2 separate regions of the Mus musculus genome follow, and region 2 is linked to region 1. Evidence: chromatin contacts called from public promoter capture Hi-C data. All regions are on one chromosome and are shown on one strand. Each heading gives the region's core, a stretch centred on a gene start, on an enhancer-like site or on the middle of the called end of the contact. The rest is flanking DNA. Distances are from core to core; before and after follow the strand shown. Region 1 holds the start of Rexo2 (RNA exonuclease 2). Region 2 holds the start of Zbtb16 (zinc finger and BTB domain containing 16).

Region 1 (6,530 bases), core at 1,926-4,425:
ACTTGATTTATACAGGAAACTGTTGTAAGAAATATAATAGTCTCATGGTTCTCAACGAGATGATAAGCCTTGTTGCCACTACAAGACAGGAATTCACCTCTAAATGCTTGTTTGTTTTTTTGTTTAGGTTTTGCTGTTGTTGTTTTGAGACAGAGTCTCACTGTATAGCCCAAGATGACCTGGAACTTACTCTGTCAACCAGCCTAGACTCAAACTCACATTGACCACCCTGCTTCTGCCTTCTGAACTGCTGAGATGAAAAGTGTGTGACATCGTGCCCAGCTAAAAAATGCTTTCTCCAGGGAATGAAAAGTCCTTTTGCTTACCCAGGGAATAAAAAGACGTCCTAACTGTAAACGGGAAATGGCTGTGGCTCCAGTGTCCACTGAGCCTGCGCTCTGAAAACCTAATTTATTAACTAGACTCTTCTTTCCGCGGGCATACGTGCTCCATGTCTACAGGTTTTGTTGTTTCATTTGATTTCTATGCGTATGCATGTGTCTGGTCCGGTCAGGTCCTTTAGAGGTGGAGATTCAGGGGCTCGTGAGACCTGGGTATTAGGACACAGACTCTTGTCTTCATGAATGAGTAGTACATGCTTGAACTGCTGAGCCATCTCTCCACCCCCACTAGGTAGCCCTGAGTGCCCAGGAACTAGTCATATAGACCTCGCTGGTCTCAGACTCACAGAGATCCACCTGCCACTGCCTCCCAAGTGCTGGGATTAAAGACTCCTGCCACTAAGCCTGGCCTATTTTGTTCTTTAATGACTTCGAATATTGAGGATGGTATCAAGGTCAGGGATTTCATCTTTTAAAACGCTTCACGGGTGCTTAAACGCAAGTGCCAACAGGTCTATTCTATTTGTTCTGCTAAAGGTTTCAGTTAAAGGCAGCATTTAACAGAGTGATAAAAATCACCGTGAGCACACATTCTAAAAGTGTGTCTATAGATGTTCTAAAACCCTAACACAGAGGTGCAAGAACCACACAGTCTAGCTGAGAAGGCAACGGCCACCTGGGACAATGGGTGTCATCTGGGAGGAGTCACCCAGTTCAGACGGAAACGTCATTGGTCTGTAAGGAACGCATACGGATACTTTTTTTTTCCTTAACATTCCCTAACCAACATGGTGTAAACACTACTTTAAACACTACTTACACGCACCAACGTCGTATCAGGTATTCTATTGGGAGCACAAGAATGACACCAGGCAATCTAGAGGTGATTCAAAGTACATGAGAAATACTGCATCTCCTTCCAGGATACAGGGGAATGAGATTTAGGTATCTACAGAGGAATCCTGGAACCAACCCCTGATGGAGTGGTATAAGGGGGACTATATATGGAATTAAAGCCGAAGGTAGGACATAGAGATGGGAAACTCTGTCGGGGGACACCAAGCTTGATGAGGACCCAGCTGGCTGGATACTGGTGGGAACACTTGAGACTGCCTGTGTTTAGAGAGTAGTTTAACCAGCTTCCCCAATACCTAGCCAAATGCTCTTGAGCAAGTCCCCCAAATCTCTTGTAACCCAATATCTTCCGGTGGACAATGAACATCATTAACAGAGCCTATCTTATCATCATGAGGACTAAGAATACACGTGTAAACCCTGCAGAACTGTTGTAGCCTTGGGGGAGGGGGAGTTCTGTCAATTTCAACTGAAAACTTAATCCGGTTATGAAGTGGATTATGTTGGTTCCAATACCAACTCTAACATATTATATTACATTGTCCTAGTAATATAGCACTGGGCCTTAATCTACACAGACCTCAATCTGCTACGTTTTTCAGTGAGATCAGATGAAGGCACCTTTAGATCCCCAATGCCCTTTAAGTGGTATGAATGTATTTACACGGCATCACCTACTTCAGCCAAAATGTTAAGATCAGAGTCAGTTATCAGGCAGGCCATCTCAATAATCTGATCCTTCTCAATATCCAATCCTGTCATCTGTAAAACATAAATAAACAAGCATATAACAAACACATGAAACCACCTTTTGTTTTGTTTTGTTTTTGTTTTATTTTTTTGAGACAGGGTTTCTCTGTGTAGCCCTGGCTGTCCTGGAACTCACTCTGTAGACCAGGCTGGCCTCGAACTCAGAAATCCACCTGCCTCTGCCTCCCAAGTGCTAGGATTAAAGGCGTGCTGCCCAAGTTTACTTGACAGAGATTCCTTTGTGTGGACCCAGCTCACATTCTATGACCAGTAATGGTCTGGGCAGTACTCAGGGTATTAAGTTCTGAGTGCTCAGAGACTGCTAAAGGCACTTCCTGCGGGCGGGCCAGCTACTGTCAAACACATTTGTCCTGGGAACAGACTCAAAATAAGCAGGATGAAAACTTGACTACAGAAAAGTGAGCTCACGAACGTTACCTCTCGGAGGTTTACAATGGTTTCCGAAGTTTTCCCAACAACAACAACAACAAAAAAAGTTAACAAATGAACTCAGTTCGTAAGCAGAAAACTGGAGTTCAAGAGAGGCCTAGGTATGAATGCGTTAAAACTAAAATGGGTAACCTGAATCTTCCAATGGGGCCTCAATTTTCTCTTTTATGGAATGAGGGGTAAGGCTGAGTCATCTCCTGAGTCCTAGCTTAAGCAACCTAGTCTTTTAAGGCTAGGAGGTGGGGACGGAGCAGGGCTCAGAGTCGCTGCCCCAACTCTCACCCACGATCCTCAGAGTCACTAACGCGTAACACAAATTCACTTCTGGGTGGAGGTCGAGGCTAGGGAGAGGGGAGACACATGGACGGCTCCACCCAGATGGAAAGAAACCCCACAGTCCAGGGACAGTCCCAGACCCCGCAAAAACTCTTGACTCGGGGCTCCTGGGGCCGTGCTCACCTGTCGCACCTGACACCCAGATCCCTGCTGCTTCCCGGGACAGGGGAGTCCCTCGGTCCCACGCGCGAATCTGCGCTCGCCTCCCCGCACCCTCCTCGCCCCGGCCGCACTCTCACCTCCAGGTCCACCCAGACCATTCGCTGAGCCATGCTCTCCCCTGCCGCCATGGCTGCGCTACCTTCGCTGACACCTCGCGCCCCGAACTGCCCGCGCCTGCCACCCACGCCCCGCAACAGCCTGGCGCCCAGGGATACGCCTAGCATCACCCGGCACGAGCCGCCACGGCCCCAGCCCCGCCGGCCCAGCGCGCGCAGGCGCCACAGTCGCTAAACGTCGCAAACCCACGGGGAGGTGCCGGGAGAAGACTACAAGCCCCGGCATGCGAGGCGTCGGCTCGCCCTCCACAGCTACTCTCGGCTGCCGAAAGGGCTGATGGGAGTAGGAGTCCTTGGTCCAGCCTCCTGCTCCCCTCCCCCGCCACGTGTTTTCGGATGTTAAGGGACTTGCTAGTATTTCACCGCTAAAGTTTGTCTGTTTCCAGGAGATATCATTCCTGAGTTTTTATTAGTTCTAAGCTGCGAAGTTGAAGAGGCTTTACTTTGAAAAATATGGTTATATGTTTAAGAATTGTTTTAAATCTACCTTTTCCTTACTGCTACCTCCCTCAGTTTTTCTTTTTTTTTTTTTTTTTACCTGCCCCTCCCTTCCGCGTATTGAGTATATTTCTTATTTACTTGGAATCCGAGTGACGTGCTCTTTTGAGCTACAAGGCCAATTCCGCCATCACCGTTTAGGAGTCCTTAAATGGTCTCTTTTCTGAAAGATGACTTCGCACATATCAGGTGTTCCATAAATGTTCCTTTCCCATTATTGGCAGAAGCCTTGTCTCGTTTTCTAGGATGCCAGGACGTGTAGGCTGTGTTTCGGTTGTTAGATCGTATACTATTCTACCTTTTGCAGCCCACTAAAGAGAGTTGGAATAGCTCTGCCTGCTCTGTCCTGCGCTCTGCCTTTGCCGATCGCTCTGGTTTTAATAGACGGGTCCTTAATCTCCCACAATAGATACGGTTTTCATCACCTACGCTCGAAGGGGCCTCTGCGGAGATCTTATATTTTAGCTCAGTAGCAAACGCCTCTGCAAAGGGCAATTTTGTCACAAACGTGCTCAGTCTTGAATCACATACTCTGTGTCTTTTTCTGAAAGCTGTGTTGCCAGTAATTACAGAGCTTGTGGTTGGTGGCATAGTTATTCCTACCCGGTGAGCTGGTTTTGTGAGACAAACATTGTTGCCTAATCAAAGCTTTAAGGATGCTGCAACCTACAAGTGGATTTCAGCTACTCCACCGGTGACCTGCCAAGCTTGGCCAGAGAAACGGAAAAAATCATGGAAACGGGTGTCAAATTACATGTTCAATTTTACTGCAGAATGGGTATGTATATTATAACGGCATTACCTAGTAGAACATACTGTTAAGTTTGTAATCATTTGTGGCCCTACTCATAGGAAGGAGAACTCTATTGTAGCATTGAAACTTTTTTTTTAAGACAAAGAGACACACTACAGAACCCAAGCTGGCCTGGAATTCTGCCTCCCAAGTACTAGGATTAAAAGTGTGCAACACCACACCTGGCTATATAGGAATTTGAATCCGCTGGGCTTATTCTCAGTATTACTTCTTTACATTTTGAAAGGATAACATCCTTAGGCTGGAGAGATGGCTCAAAGGTTAAGTAAGAGTACTTGCTGCTCTTGCAGGGGATTGAACTTCAGCTCCGAGGGATTGTGTTGCCCTCTTCAAACCTTAGTGGGCACCAGTAAACACACATACACACACGTACACACACATACACACTGCACAAATAGAGATCTTTTTTTTATTACACCTTTGGTGGTGGTATTTAACAATTTATATCCTGAAAAACCACACCCATGATTTTTTTTTAACAATGAATGGTTACATTTAACAATGAAAAATTATAGCTATGTAAATAGCCACAGGGAACCCTATCTCAAAAATAAACAGAAACTATGTGTGGGAGTTTTAGAACCTTTCACGTTTATTCAGCTAAGGTAATGTGTTCTGTTACAATGATAAGTACAGATTTAGTGTTCTTACCATAAATAAAACAGTTATTTTCCCTAAATTCTAAAGAAATTGCAAAACAGAAAATGGTAAAAGAAACTAGATATAGATTTATGCACAGTTTTGCCAAAACAAAGAGTGTGAGTAAGTGTGCTAATGTCTTCCCACCATATCTATGACCATTTTAGACTTGCAGAAAGCAGCTGTGTGACAAAGGCTAGAATATTGTGACTTTAGCTGAGACACGTCCTTTCCTGGGGAGGAGGAGTCATGACCTATAAGTTGTACCCACTGTCTCTGTTTTCTGCTACAGAAACAGTTTTGGTTTCCGTCTGGTTTATATTTGGTTGTTTGAAACAGGGTCTCACTCATGCAGTGCAGGCTGACCTCAAACCCGTGACAGTCTTCCTACCTTCCAAGTTTAGGGATTAGTTATGATATAACATGTTTGGCTCTAGAATTTTTTTAAATTAATATTTCCCCCACATCCATTATTAAATAAAATAAGCCTTTAAAAAAAAAAGAAAGTATCCTCAGAGCACATCTGTATATGTGGCCACTGAGGTTTTTATGAAATCTGAACTGCATTTATGTCAACTCAGTTTACAAACACATACCAAGTACTTAGCTTGTACAGAGCACTCTACCATGAAGCTTTGGGATTTGGATCTGGAAGTCCGTCAAAGGCCAGAGTGTTGTAAGGATTGGCCCCATCATCGTGTTGACAGCTTGTGAAAACTTTGAAAGGTAGGGCCTCGTGACAGGTCTTCCAGTCATTAGATGCATGCTCTTGAAGGGGGACTGTGATCCTCCACTCCTCCCTCCCTCCTGCCCTGTTTCGTCGCAGCCATCGAGTCTGTAGAGCTTGGCTCCATTGCATACTCCCTGCCAATATGCACCACCCTACCACAGGCCCAACAGCAGTGACTCCGCCTGACCATAGACTTAAACCTCTAAAACCCAAGTGCCTAAAAGAAGTCGTTCTTCACCACTGGTTGATTGTCTTTGGTGATTTGTTACTCTAATGGGAAACCAACACAAATGCTAAAGATCCTACCAACTTACCAAGTGTGATGGTTTGTATATTCTTGGACCAGGGAGTGGCACCATTTGGAGGTGTGACCTGGTTGGAATAGGTGTGTCACTGTGGGTGTGGGCTTAAGATCCTCACCCTAGTTGCCTGGAAGTCAGTCTTCCACTAGCAGCTTTTGGATGAAGATGTAGAACTCTCAGCTCTGCCTGCGCCATGCCTGTTCCCATCTTGATGATAATGGACTGAACCTCTGAACCAGTAAACCAGCCCCAATTAAATGTTGACCTTAATAAGAGTAGTTTTGGCAAAGTTAGTTAATGCTCATTATACAGGACACAGGAAATACTCAACATATTAAAGTAGGGGTTCATGTGTTTGTTTGCTTTTAAGGGTTTTGGAGAGGTTGTTGGAGAGCCAGGTTATGTCAGCCCACAGTTCAGTAAATAATACAGCCCTTCCTGGCAGGGAGGTCCTGGTGTCAGGAGCTTGAGGCAGCTGCTCAAGTTGTATGCAAACTCAGAAAGCAGAGACTGGTGAATCTAATGTGGTTTGAAGTT
Region 2 (6,530 bases), core at 2,681-5,180, 360 kb after region 1:
GCCACCCCAGGGTGTCGCCCACCCCCTGCCAGTGTGGGCTCCTCAGGCCCTGCAGGTGGCTGAAGAGTTCCTTGCAGGAGTGACTGTCCTATACTCATCAAGCTGTCCACGGCTGCCTTGGTAGGACTCATGGCTGAGAGACCGAAAGAGGTGGAGACTGAGGGGCTCTGGTCCACCATGGGCCCAGGGAGGCTCTGTCCAGCCACACTGGCGTAGCCACTCTCCTCGCTGGAATGCTTCGAGATAAAGATGTTCTTGAGGTATCGAGCCTTACGGTCCTCTTCTTCTTCGCCCCCACCGTCAGCCATGGTGGCCTCTGTGTCATTGTCATCAGATGCCTGGATGGTCTCCAGGATCTTCAGGCACTGCTCCTCCAGGTATTCGATCTCTAAAATCTCAGCTGCATACAGCAGGTCATCCAGGTCCTCCGCCTTGGCTTGCAGTGTGGCCGTGTAGGCGTACTCCAGGATCTGCTGGAAGGTTTTTGGCGAGAGGAAGTCTAGAGTATAGTGCTGGCTGTTTCGGTGGAAGAGGATCTCAAACATCTTGCTGGTGCAGGCTAGCACCGTCCGGTGGGCATGGAACTCCTGGCTGTCCACCATGATGACCACATCGCACAAAGTCCCAGCCAGTCGCATCTGATTGGCCTTGCACAGCAGCCCCGTGGGGTGGCTAGGGTTCTGCAGCTGGATCATCCCCATCTTTGTCAGATCCATGATGCTCCCCTGGGCTCAGGCATGGGGCTCTCTTTCCTTCTCTGCTCTGCAAGGTGGGGCGGTGTAGATGTCGGGGCCAGCAGAGGGGACTGGAGAAGAAGGGAAGAGAAGACAAAAGGGGTGAGCAAGTGACAACAACTTCCCCAGTGTCCCTTATAATAAAAAGTCAAAGGCTACAGTATGCCTCTACCCCAGAAAGAGGCTTGGTTGCGGGGGAGGGGTAGCAGAAGGTGGGTGGGCTTCCTAGGAAGGTACCATCATCCTTTCCAACACGCTGAGAGGAAAAGGAAGGTTTGCGCTTCCCCACACTCTTTCCCCCACTGCTCTGAAGCACGCATCCATCGGATAAAGCGAAATGATGATTGCAATGAATCCTAGGCATTCTTCGAGCCTGAGAGCAGAGCCTTCCTGGATAAGGCCAGTGTCCACCATGAGGCTCACAAACTTACTTAAAAGTAAGAAGCATTCGGCTTTCCTGTCCACCCCTATGGGCAAGCCCTCATCTTCAATGTTTTTCTAGTTCTGGCTCACTGAGACGGCCTTAGGAGACAACCAGATCTAGCCAGGGCTGTTAAACATGATGGTGGTCCCAGATCTGCTGGCCATGAAGCTGTCTTCTCCTAGTCATCCTAGACATGACTCCTCTCCATCATCCAGTGGTTTCTATGGCCTCTGTCCTTGCACGCTTAAGTCAGGGCTGCACAGGATTGGCAGACCCATACTTAGGCTGTGACAAACACACCACACCGCACCCTCCCCCTCACACCCATCACATCACATTCTACCTTAACTCATTTTTAACTACAAGTTCTTTAAAGCTGCTGTATGTGTCCAAGGTGTGTGTGTGTGTGTGTGTGCGCGCGCGTGTGTGCGCGCGCACGTGTGCACAGGTGTGCACACGCGTGAATGTACACCTACATGCAATTATACAAGATGCTACAGCCTCCTCTTTTACCCACAGCCCACAAGCCCCCCAATGGACAGAATGCTCTAAAATGAGAAAGTGGGTAACACCATAGGAGAGTATGTTCCCAACAGCCTTGAGAGTGCACACCAGACTGGATGCCTCCCAGGTGTTGGCAAGCCCAGCGACAAAGAGAAAAACTGACATTGAATATGGTTCTCTAAGTGACATTGGCACCAGCATCTCTGGGGTGAATTAAGCCCAAAAGAAGGGAAGACAGGGCTGGAACACAAAGGCCTCTCCCAGAAAGTGTTCTGGATGACTGAGAGGCTCCCAACTTTGAACAGCCATTGGGACATAGGCAGAAAGACCTAACGGGATAAGGTCCCAACCTCTGTCTCTCTGTAGCCAACATTTCCCACAGCCTGGGGAAGAGGGTGGAGAGAGCTAGGCTCTCAGCCACTCTTCGCAGAGCTTGCCTTCACCCTCGACAGGAGTCTTAAAGACTCTTAGGTGCAAAACTCATGCGGAAAGAGTTAACAATAGTGGCTGGCCACTCTTATTGCCCACCCTAAAGTGGAAACGGAGGGCATCATCAAGAACGGTGAGATATCCATTCCTCAAAAGCTTCATGAGCACGGTGTGCTTTCGGGAGAGAGATCAGAGATTTGGAGAACTAAGGGGGAGAAGCCAAAATAAAGAAGGTTCGCTGCTCAAAGGAACCTTTTGGGCCTTGAGGGAAATCAAGGTGCCCTATCCCTAACCGGCGGCTCCGCACCCGCGATCCGACCGTCCCTAGGTGCAGCGATCAGCCGATTCTGGGCAAAGCCAGCGCTAACCCGCCAGAGCTCCGAGGATCGATGGTGCAACACACCCCTTGTTCCCAGAGACCCCCGCCGAGACTTGCATAGGACTTTGGCAAACTTGGGAAAGCAACTTTTCCCCAGGAGTCAGGTGCCTGGAAGAAAGGGAACAGAACTAAGAAAGGGGGAAAGCGAAAGAGCCTGGGGAAAGGAGAAGGTCCGAGCGGGCTGGACGCCGCTGCTAGGCCGGCCCGGCAGCGCAACCCCCCCAGGGGAGAAAAGGATGCACAAAAGCCTGGAGGCGAGTGGTGGGAGGCCAAATGAGAAGAGATCTCTGGGTCCTCCACCTTCCACCCAAGATCACGATCCCCGGGAAGTCACCAGCAGGGTCCCCGGCCTCCCGCACCAGCTGCCGGCGTGCCCGAGTCAAACACGCTGGGAGCGTGGCGGGGAGGAGGCGAGCTGGTTGCAGCGGTGCGCTCCTGTGCATTCCGGTGGGGTCCGCAGGCTGGCAGGATCGTGCGCATTTCGAGCGCGTGCGGGAGCGTGCGAGGGGCTGGGCAAGCTTGCAGCGCGCCAGGGTGGGAAAGACATCCCGAATGCATCAGGTGCAGAGCCGGGAACCCACCGTGCGCGGCCGGGAGCGCACAGCGAGCTCCCGCTCCACCGGCCGTTCCCACCGAGAGCCGAGGAGGACTCGGAGCGCCAGAGTCTCTCCGAAGCGTCCCTCTCTCCTTAAAAGAGGGCATCAAGTCCAATCAAAAAAAGAAGAAAAAAATCCCACCACGTTTTCTCTAAAGAAAACAAAACCCGATCGGATACCAGTCCCCTCCCACCCGACCCCCAGGTTCACTCCTTGCTTCCTCCGGGTCTAGCTCCCCAGCTCGCCAGCGAATAAACACAAATAAATAAGACACAATCCTATCTCACGCCAAGCGCACCGGTCCGCATACATATGAGCACCCACAGGCTCTCTGCTCCTCCGCCAGCCCTTGCCTGTACAAAGACACCCAGTCCCCGACTACACGCGCCCGCAGCCCTGGCAGACCTCCCGGCCTGCCACCTCTCACCCGGACCGGACCGTGCCCGGAGAAGAAAGGTTGGTGAGGCAGCTGTGCCCAAGCTGACAGCCTCAGCGCCGCTTTCTAGCTGACCCCCAACGGGCACTGGCGATCGCTGCTGCAGCAGCAACCAGAGAACCCCGCACGAGCCCAGCGGCCGAGTGGCCAAAGCTAGCACCACCCGCCTAAACCTCTCCCGCCCCAGGGCGCCCTGGCGGGAGGCGGTCGCTGGGCGGTGCGAGTCCTTCCCGGGTTTCCTACACACATACACTTACCGCTTACGGAGCCTGGAGCTTGGGGTGGGTGTGCGTGCCTGGGGGGTTAGGGGTGTGCCTGGATCGGGGAAGGGGTGTTGCTGGGGAACTGTTGCTCCGGATCTCACGGCGGCAGCGGCGGCATCGCCCGGCAGTTCGCAGTACCCGCTCTCGTCACCCTTAACTCCTCTCTGCCGCTAGGTTAGCAAATCACCACCGGCTGCGGCGCCTCCGCCGCGTCCCACGTCAACGCCGAGCCCCCTCCCCTGCGAGGCCCCGGCGCCTCTCCATCTTTAGTGCTGGCGGCCGAGCCCGGCTCCCTGCCCACAGCTGCCCCCTCCCCTCCCCCTGGCCGGTCCTGGCCCGCCCACCCCGCCCCACCCCCGCCCTGGCAGAGCCCGTGCGCTCTCCCAGCCCTGCCCTCCCTTCCCGGGCGCTCCCCTCCCTTCCCAGCGCTCGGCGCTCCGGGCTTCTCCTGACATCTAGCTGCTGCCCCGGCGGCAGCGGCTGCTGCTCGTTGGCTAGGTGGAGAGGGCAAAAGGTTGCAAAGGAAGAGGAGCCGCAGAGGACCTGGCAGTCCCCAAGGGGTCAGAAGGATGAGTGGGAGAAGCGGTTCCCACTTTAGCCCCAGGTTTTTTCATTTCCACTGGGCATGCGGTGTATCCCGCGCCCCTAACTCCCCCAACTCCAGTACTCAAGAGCGCAGTTTTGTCCCGTTTTTTATTATTTGCACCAGTTCAGTGTGTGGCTTCTAGCTTTTCACTTTTTCTCAGGATTCGGATCGCATCCTCCCTTACCCTAGCTTTAAATGGGTCGTTTCCCAAGTCCCAAACCAGGCCTCTGATGCCTGACCACAGGAGTTCGCCGGATTTGGCCAGATAAATCTAAAGGGGCCAGTAGAAATCTGGTAGGAGGCAGCACCTCGATTTTGCTATCTAGATTGTTGCACACTGAGATGCGAAGGCCTGAGTAGTAATACTTTCTCACTCCTAATCTCGGGCATCCTCCCCGCCCGCACGCCCCCCCCCATCTTCCCCGGCCCCAGGAACCTGGATGGAAAGTTCTGAAGATTCTGCGCCTAACTCAGCTCTGCCTTCAGGAGCTACTGGAAGCTTGGAAGAGCGCTGGGCCGCTCCAGAGTACTTTCTTCCCTCAGCGGCTGGACCATTTTAAAGGGCGTACTTGAGATGACAAACCGTAGGGTAGAAAGACCAAAGGAAAAAAAATATTCCTTCTACCCGCGGAAAGCACCGTCTCCTCCTTTGCACACGAAGCTAGGCAGGGAATTGAGGTTGGAGGGTTCTTTTCTGAGCACTGGCCTCCGGCCAAAGCCCCAGCGCAGTGTTATTGGGGGTGTGGTGGAGAGCGCCACCCAGGGGTCTCAGAAAAGTCACCCACACAGCCCCACCCTCCAGTCCTAAGGTATTAGTTCCAGGCTTCAGTTTAGGGGTGCTGTGTTCTTGGCTTACCGCGGATCTCCCACAGGACCCACAGAATCGTATCTTGATTCCCCAGGAGCTAAAGGAGAAGGAAAGTGGGCGGTGAATGGAGACAAAAAAACCCACGAAGACCAGGTGGCAGAGCTTACACAAGATCTGCACGGGGGTCTGCTAACGTGGTGGTCATTTATAATAACAAGGCATCCTAACAATTGACACTCCCAGGTCTCAGATTAGCAGTGGGAGAGAGAAGTCCGCAGAACCGAGCACTGGGAAGCAAAGGAAGAAAACTACAATTGAGTTACCCTCTCATAGGCAGTGTCATGTGGGTGAGACAAGGCGAAACCCCCCTACCCCAGTCAGTTGGTATACAACAAAAAACACCTTGTGTAAAGGCTACCTGATTCTTTCAAGTTAAGGCGAACCCTCTGTAAGAAGTAGGGGATTTGAGGACGTTAAGAAGGAACTGCCATCTATAAAGAAAGCAAGAGTGGATGAGCAGAAGGGAACAGGAAAAACACACACCCCCCTGCCGTGAATGCCTGGCCATGGGAATGGAGCATTGAGCTTGTTGAGTTCCTGTCTAAAGAAGGCTTGCTATCTAGGGTCCACATCCACCTACCACCCTCTCTCCAGCAGTCACCGGAGAGGCACACGATTAACCTCTGATCCTATTCTACCATTAATCCTCAAATCAGAGAAAGAGAATCCGTAGACACAATGGAAACGAAAGAACAATTCCTTGCCTGGCCCTGGCCTCCCCCCCAACCCCAGCCATACTCACTCTATGTGAAAATCTCCCTTGCTTCATAAACTCTGCCCATTAAAGAGCCCAGCCCTTGTTAGGAAGTGTTAAAGAGAGAGTAATGCCTAGATTTAAGAGGTGGGGAAGGTAACAGAAAGGGAGAAGGCAGGCGAGGCTGTGGGCTGGGTGCCAGCATTGGGCTCCAGAGCATTTCCACTTAGCGATGAAGGCTGGCCGAACAGCAGTTTGATAAGGTTTATTGGGCCCAGATAAAGCAGCAGCAGCCCCCACTCCCAAACCAGCACCATTTATAGCCAGAGCTGTGTCCTTGGATCCTGGGAAGCAATGAGAGTCCCCAGTTGAGAGATTTCATATGGTAAGGCCTAAATCCAAGCAGAGTTGAAAAATCAAAAGACAATCTCCCTGCCCCCTCCCCCACCTTTGGGTTTTTTGGACTGTTTTGTTTTGTTTTGTTTTGTTTCTAAAAGATGTAGTAGGGAAACTGGAAAAATCAACTCCTAAAAAGGCGAAAGTCCACTGGCCACGACACTGCTTTCCTTTTATCCCAACACTATGGAGACAAAGACCAGTCACACTGTGAGTTACAG

What was found. Promoter capture Hi-C pulls out the DNA fragments that hold promoters and counts their contacts.
Region 2: a contact with region 1 is called in a promoter capture Hi-C map of liver, with 5 times the contacts expected there. The contact joins the promoter of Zbtb16 here to the promoter of Rexo2 in region 1. A contact is called at or near these places in 9 of 39 promoter capture datasets (the 3T3-L1 cell line, the HPC-7 cell line, HPC-7-derived erythroid cells and 6 more), 3 of 484 Hi-C or Micro-C datasets (the G1E-ER4 cell line and embryonic stem cells), 4 of 115 datasets of contacts at active chromatin or transcription factors (bone marrow-derived macrophages, embryonic hindbrain and embryonic stem cells) and 2 of 9 other capture datasets (adipose tissue and liver).

What each region holds. Positions count from the first base shown.
Region 1 is chr9:48,477,436-48,483,965 of GRCm38.p6, forward strand. Rexo2 (RNA exonuclease 2) reads right to left here and starts at 3,176. Exons shown (of 7, transcript NM_024233.4): 1 at 2,972-3,176; 2 at 1,875-1,958. The coding sequence starts at 3,118.
Region 2 is chr9:48,832,295-48,838,824 of GRCm38.p6, forward strand. Zbtb16 (zinc finger and BTB domain containing 16) reads right to left here and starts at 3,931. Exons shown (of 7, transcript NM_001364543.1): 1 at 3,760-3,931; 2 at 1-805. The coding sequence starts at 716.